Regions from separate parts of the Zea mays genome. Here region 1 is linked to region 2. The links are chromatin contacts, called in public Hi-C maps. All regions are on one chromosome and are shown on one strand. Each heading gives the region's core, a stretch centred on a gene start, on an enhancer-like site or on the middle of the called end of the contact. The rest is flanking DNA. Distances are from core to core; before and after follow the strand shown. Region 1 holds the start of LOC100216595. Region 2 holds the start of LOC103627361 (60S ribosomal protein L6-like).

Region 1 (3,945 bases), core at 813-3,312, 140 kb before region 2:
TGACGAGCGCGGCCACCCGCGCGTCCAGCTGCTGCCCCGCGATCGTCACGACAGCCTCGACCGCGGCGGCGCCCTCTTCCAGGGGCCGCTCTAGCCGGAGGAGAAGGAGTGCGTCTAGGCCTTGGAGGAAGGGGTGCGCCATGGATCCAGACGAGCACACGCGGAGAACCTGACCACGCGGAGGATGAGCGCGACGAGAGCTTACTGGTGAGAAGGCAGCAGGGAGTAGGGATGAAAGTGGTAATTCGAACTGTTAGAACAAATTTAATATTTTAAAATAGATATGTATAAAATTTGATGTTGATCTTTTCTTATGTTATCAAGCACATTAGTACAAATATGAATAAAATATTATATAAGTTGTTTTATATATTATTTGCTCCCTACAACACAAAAAGTTGAAAAAATTACCGAATTTATTTCCGAATCCATACCGAAGTTTATATCTATTATTTGAGAAAATATATGATGAATTTGAGGTTTACCTTTTATGAATCTTAATAAGCTGGATGTTAAAAACAAGAATATAAATTTATATTGTATATTCTATATCCTATTTATTCGCAATCAAAGAAAAAACTGATTACCGAATAAATTCCGTTTCCGACCGTTTTCATCCCTAGCAGGGAGGATGGCCGTCGTCGCTGCTTCGCGCCGCCACGCCGTCACCTGGCGCCGCCACGCTGTCACCTGGCGCCGGCGTCTCTTCGCCTCCTCCGCCGCCAGGGTTACGGATTGGACCAGGACGCCACCAGACGAGGATTAATGCCAGACAGTGGTGGAAGAAAAAGAAGTTCACACCGGGCCAATTCGAAACCAGTCCATTTCTTCCCAACCCTAAACGAACACCTTTTGGATGGACGACCCAATTCAAAACCAGGCTATTTCTTTCCCCTGGAACCAGGCCCGAAACACGCCCAACAGGCCAAAACGAACGCGACCTTAGTCCGTCTCAAATCAAATATGTTAATACTAGTTATAAATCAAATATTTTAATACTAATAATAAATGTATAGTTTAAAATTAATTATATAGATGTAGATTAATCAGCGAGACGGATTTATTAAGTTTAATTGATCTATGATTAGTAAATTTTTATTGTAGTATTATATGAGTAAATTATGTACTAATTAGGTTTGATAAGGTTATATTGTCGTTTAATCTCTATCTATATAATTAGTTGTATAATTATACTATATTTAATACTTCTAGCTAGCATCTAAACACCGAGGTAAGGATTCTAGTTATAAAACTAATTATACAAAACTAAACAATAAGACAAATCTATTAAACCTAATTAGTTCATGATTTGTTCATTTGATGTTGTAGTAATCATTTGCTAAACGTAGATTAATAAGGCTTAATAATTCATTTCATAGTTTATTTCTTCATGTGGGCAATTAGTTTTTAATTAGAATATATTTAATACTGTTAGTTGATATTCAAGTAAATGACATGACGCACACTAAACTTTATTTGATGGGGTCCAAATAAGGATATCCTGTAGTACCAATATATATATATATATATATATATATTCATCAAAAAATTATACTCTTAGGGTTACTTATATAAGTTCACGGGTATAAATTTGTTATCATACTCGCACTCGCACGGGTTACTAGTCGGGTAAACCGCAAACAACTTATGAATAAGAGTCTATGGCCCTGTTTGTTTCGGTTTCTGACAGCTTCTGGCCACCAAAAGCTGTTGCGGACTGCCAAACGCTTAGCTTTTCAACCAGCTTCTATAAAATTTGTTGGGGCAAAAACCATCCAAAATCAACATAAACACATAATCGGTTGAGTCATTGTAATAGTAGAAATCCGTCACTTTCTAGATCCTGAGCCCTATGAACAACTTTATTTTTCTCCATATGTAATCGTAATGATATTCAGATTCTCCCCCAGCTAAATTTTCAGAAAAGCTGGTCAGAAAAAAGATGAACCAAAACAGCCCCTATGAATAATGGGCTGGCCTACCTACTTACACGACCGTCTCGGCCTGGCCTGTGATGGATGATAAGCACTGCTAGGCTATCCTGGCCTATCAGGCCTACTTGGCGCGTCTCTCTCTGTCTAGCGGCCGAGTTTAACAGTTAAACCCTAGCTCACCGTCGTGCTCGCCTCCCCGCGCCTGCTCCGGTGCTCCCTTCAGGCACTGACAGTTCGCCGCCGCGGCGGCGCTTTCGAGCCCACGCGGAAGCGCACCTAGTGCCATGGCGAAGAAGCGGAAGCACACCGACGCCCAGGCAGAGACGGCCGGCGCAGAGAAGCCAGACGACTCCGCACCGGCGCGCCCGGAGCGCACGCTCTTCGGCTTCAAGGATCCGGCCCCCGACGCCGTGCCTGACTCCGCGGCCTCCAGGGCCGCGGTGGCGCCGTTTAGGAACAGGGAGAAGGTACTCATCACCTGCTCCCGCCGCATCACGTACAGGTGAGTGCTCCCTTTTTTTCCCCTCATGCAGTGTCGTGCCTCGTTTCCTGTGGTGTATGAGGATGATTCCATTCACTCGTGCGTGCTCGACGTAGGTATCGTCATCTGATGCAGGACGTGTTGTCGATGCTCCCGCACGCGAAGAAGGACAGCAAGGTCGAGTCGAAGCAGAGCAAGGGGAACGCTCTCAACGAGATGCTCGAGCTCAGGAGCTGCTCCAGTTGTCTCTTCTTCGAGGTATGGCTCTTCTACTATGCTTCCACCCCATGGTGGAAATCTTGTTACCATTGACATGGTCTTTTTTGCTTACATTTATTACAGTTCTGTTAACATTGAAAGTTTTTTCCTTCATGTATTACAGTGCCGAAAACAGAAGGATCTTTACCTTTGGATGGTGAAGTCTCCTGGAGGACCATCAGTGAAATTTCTAGTTAATGCTGGTATGAATAATACTTACACTGTGGCTGTCTTATGCACTCCAGTTTATAATTTGTATGCTTTTGTCGTGACTTAATGATTAATCACGATGTGATGATGTAGTTCACACCATGGAGGAGTTGAAGCTTACGGGTAACCATCTGAAAGGGTCACGGCCACTTCTTACATTTTCTACAAATTTTGATGAGCAACCTCATTGGAAGCTTGTGAAGGAAATTATAACTCATGTATGTAATTGTTTTCACATGTTATGCTGTACCTACATGTTGCTAATCATTTTTTAAGATGTTGATGAACTGCCCTGATCTATCCAGTTATCCAGATTTGCATGTGTCGTTTTCTCTTTGTTATAGAAACAACTTGGTTTTCTAATGATAAAAATCTAAGAGGATTTTGCAAACATACAACAGGGTCAGACTCCACCTTGCTATTTTAGCACTGGAATGTGTCAATGACAGATGGACCAAGACCCACTTGTCATTGCGACACCCTGTGGTAAAAGAGCAGACTGGTGTTTGACGCAGTGGTAAATGTCGAAATTTTCAAAAATGAAATTGTATTAGCTTTTTTGCTGGATTTTAATCCACATGCACTGAACTACTGAAGGTTATCATATGTTGGCTCTAGTTCTTTCTTTTTTGGAAACGATAAGAACATAATAACATCATGCATGCTGCTATCTAATCTTGCATTTCCACTGCACTGTATAACAAAAAGATGGGTGTATATGAAGTTAATACTGCTTATTATACTATCAAACCAACTTTTGTTGATGATGTATGTGAACTTTCATGTTCATCTGCTTATGGGACAAATAAGTTCTTACGAACTAGAAGATTCTTGCAAAACATGATCGTGAAACCATTACCTGTACTTGTGCAGATATTTGCTACTCCTAAAGATCACCGTAAAGCAAAACCTTTCCATGACCATGTATTTGTCTTCTCCATTGTGGATGGCCATGTTTGGTTTCGAAACTACCAGGTGATCTATCTCCCATTTTTCAGAATGAATTTTTATTTGGATTAGGTTCATTTTTTTTGTGCAATGCAAAGTTCATGTCTTAGCACC
Region 2 (3,661 bases), core at 935-3,434:
AACCCGCGGCCTTCGTGTTTGTCCCGTGCCCAGGTCGGGTGCGCTTGCAGTAGGGGGTTACAAGCGTCCACGCGGGATGGAGCGAGCGGCTTACGCGAGCGCCGTCCCGTCCTTTCCCGCGCGGCCAACCCTCTGTAAGAGGGCCCTGGACCTTCCTTTTATAGGCGTAAGGAGAGGATCCAGGTGTACAATGGGAGGTGTAGCAGTGTGCTAACGTGTCTAGCGGAGGAGAGCTAGTGCCCTAAGTACATGCCATCGTGGCAGCCGGAGAGGTTTTGGCACCCGATTCGTGTGGTGTCGTGGTCGTCGGAGGAGCGCTGGAGCCTGGCGGAAGGACAGCTGTCGGGGCTGTCGAGTCCTTGCTGACGTCCCCTTGCTTCCGTAAGGGGGCTGAGAGCCGCCGTCATCATAGAGCATGCGGGGCGCCATCATTACTTGTTTACCGGGGCGAGCCAGATGGGACGCCGGTCTTGTTCCCCGTAACTTGAGTTAGCTTGGGGTAGGGTAATGATGGCGCCTCCTGTGACGTGGTCGGTCTGATCCCTGGGTTGGGCGAGGTGGAGGCTCCTCCGAGGTCGAGGTCGAGTCTGTCTTCTAAGGCCGAGGTCGAGTCCGAGCCCTTGGGTCGGGCGAGGCGGAGTCCGTCGGCTAAGGCCAGGGCTGAGTCCGAGCCCTGGGGTCGGGCCAAGCGGAGTTCGTCGTCTTCCGGGGCTGAGCCCGAGTTCGAGCCCTGGGGTCGGGCGATGCGGAGTTCGTCGTCTTCTGGGGCTGAGCCCGAGTCCGAGCCCTAGGGTCGGGCGATGCGGAGTTCATCGTCTTCCGGGGCTGAGCCCGAGTCCGAGCCCTAGGGTCGGGCGATGCGGAGTTCGTCGTCTTCCGGGGTCGAGCCTGAGTCCGAGCCCTAGGGTCGGGCGATGCGGAGTTTCCTATGGCGCCTGAGGCCGGACTTGGCTGCTGTCAGCCTCACTCTGTCGAGTGGCACAGCAGTCGGAGCGGCGCAGGCGGCGCTGTCCTCTTGTCAGGCCGGTCAGTGGAGCGGCGAAGTGACTGCGGTCACTTCGGCTCTGTTGACTGAAGGGCGCGCGTCAGGATAAGGTGTCAGGCCACCTTTGCATTAAATGCTCCTGCGATACGGTCGGTCGGCGTGGCGACTTGGCCAAGGTTGCTTTTTGGTGAAGACTGGGCCTCGGGCGAGCCGAAGGTGTGTCCGTTGCTGGAGGGGGTCCTCGGGCGAGACATAAATCCTCCGGGGTCGGCTGCCCTTGCCCGAGGCTGGGCTCGGGCGAGGCGAGATCGTGTCCCTTGAGTGGACCGATCCTTGACTTAATCGCACCCATCAGGCCTTTGCAGCTTAGTGCTGATGGGGGTTACCAGCTGAGATTAGGAGTCTTGAGGGTACCCCTAATTATGGTCCCCGACACACATGTTAATCACAATAATTTTATATTGTCATTGATTACCAAAATCAACTGGAGGCCTAAATGCTTTCAACTATTAAACATTATTTCGGGTAACACTATAGTAGATTTATTGATGACACCTAGGCTCCATTTGGATGTCAATATTGGAAGGCAGGGAATTGAATTGGATCCAATTCCAAACCAGCCATGATATTGGAATGATATGTAATTCAAATTTTATTGTTTGGATGTCGCTGAATTAGAGTTCGGAATTGTGCGGTATAATTCCACCCAATTCAGAGGGGCGACACTGTGTATTGGAAGAGGGAGTTTCTAGTTATAGTTGAATTTCAAGGAATTATGTCTCTGATTCCAAATCTCAATTCCGTGTGCAACCAAACAATAAATTTTAGAAAAACTTATTCCAATTTTCAAATCAGTGCTCCAATATCGACATTCACACGGGGTACAACAATATATTACTTGCAAATTCGAACCATTTCTTAGATTTTTTTACCAAAGGAAACTATATTTAAGTCTGGTTTTAGAACTTCAAATCCAAACACGCTCAATGCACTGCTAAAACGGAACATTTTTTTCACAATACATGCAGAAATTTAACGGTAACATAATTATTTTCTTCGTTCTAAACAGGTCCTGAAATGGCTGTGAACTCGTGTAAACGCCACCCGCATGAGAGATGCATGGGCCTCAACGTTTAGGCCCACTACTACACGCAGATGAGCCCAACGATCTAGGGTTTCCAGCTCTACACGCCGCACACATAAATCCCGAGACCAAACCTTCGCCTCCATTCGTCCCCCGCCGCCGCCGCTCCCAGTCTCCACGCGGAAGCAGCGCCTCGCAACGCTCCTACCCAATGGCGCCGACGTCGAAGCTGTCGATGGGCATCAAGCGCGCGTCGCGGTCGCACGCGTACCACCGCCGTGGGCTCTGGGCCATCAAGGCCAAGAACGGCGGCGTCTTCCCCAAGGCCGAGAAGCCCGCCGCCGCCGCGGAACCCAAGTTCTACCCCGCCGACGACGTCAAGCCTCGCGTTCCCAGCACCCGCAAGCCTAATCCCACCAAGCTCAGGTGCCGAAGCCATTCCTTTAAGTCGCTGCCCGCGTGGTGTTCGTGTTTATTTTGCCTGGAGGTTCGATTCCAGTCGCCCTTCGTTTGTTCAGGTCGAGCATCACGCCTGGGACGGTGCTGATCCTCCTCGCGGGGCGCTTCATGGGGAAGAGAGTGGTGTTCCTCAAGCAGCTCAACTCCGGCCTGCTCCTCGTCTCTGGTGAGCACGCTTGGTCCACTTATTCCTTTGGTGTGCTTCCGTGGTCAGTCGCGTCGCTGCCCCTAACCACAGCCAACTAGCCGAGATGTGCGAATCTATATCTATCCGTAGTTCCGTACATCGTACTTAAGTTTTTTTAGTTTAGGCTTAATCAGTTGAAAGTTGTAAATGTTTACCTCAATCTGGAACTATATTATTTGTAGTCTGGTGTGAAACGTGGTGTATATATTAGCAGTTGGAAATTGGAATAATTAGGTACTTTGAAGATTATCTTGCAACTACACATTTACTTGGATAGGTGAACCGAGTTTTTGAGGAACCTGAATACACATTTACATGAATTGTCGAACCGAGTTTTTAAGGAATCCAAAATCCAGTTTGGACTATGGCAATTTTTCATATGTGGGTGATATATAATCGTTGATTCTTTGGTAACATCTGCATTCTCATGTCTTTGACGTGCAGGAAACATTATTATTATGTTAATTCAAGTAAGACTCCTAGGAATGCTTGGATTTATAAAAATTACTTAAAAGTTGATAAAACGAATAAACGATTATGTTCACCATTACAGCTCTACCCTGCAGCTTGTCTGGTGTATTCTTGTCATTAGTTTCTTGATGTTTTCGCTATCTTTCAGGTCCATTCAAGATCAATGGAGTACCGATCCGTCGTGTCAACCAGACCTATGTCATTGCTACATCAACCAAGGTTGACATCTCTGGTGTTGATGTCGCGAAGTTTGATGACAAGTACTTTGCCAGGGAGAAAAAGCAGAAGGTGAAGAAGACGGAGGGTGAGCTTTTTGAGACAGAGAAGGAGGTTGGTATCTGAGTAACATGACCCATTCTTGCATCCACCCTTGGCATCTGGTTGTGCTGCTTCATATCTTTTGAATCTGCAGGCGTCCAAGTCTCTGCCTGATTTCAAAAAGGATGACCAGAAGGCCGTGGATGCTGCTCTGATC

Evidence for each region. A called contact is a pair of places that touch in the nucleus more often than the background predicts.
Region 1: a contact with region 2 is called in a Hi-C map of tassel, with 2.6 times the contacts expected there. The contact joins the promoter of LOC100216595 here to the promoter of LOC103627361 in region 2. A contact is called at or near these places in 4 of 25 Hi-C or Micro-C datasets (ear, endosperm, leaf and 1 more).

The regions. Positions count from the first base shown.
Region 1 is chr5:183,094,272-183,098,216 of Zm-B73-REFERENCE-NAM-5.0, reverse strand. It overlaps LOC100216595, which reads left to right and starts at 2,062. Exons shown (of 8, transcript NM_001143009.1): 1 at 2,062-2,436; 2 at 2,532-2,673; 3 at 2,798-2,876; 4 at 2,977-3,101; 5 at 3,757-3,858. The coding sequence starts at 2,219.
Region 2 is chr5:182,952,797-182,956,457 of Zm-B73-REFERENCE-NAM-5.0, reverse strand. LOC103627361 (60S ribosomal protein L6-like) reads left to right here and starts at 2,184. Exons shown (of 4, transcript NM_001374459.1): 1 at 2,184-2,495; 2 at 2,588-2,694; 3 at 3,335-3,516; 4 at 3,599-3,661. The coding sequence starts at 2,281.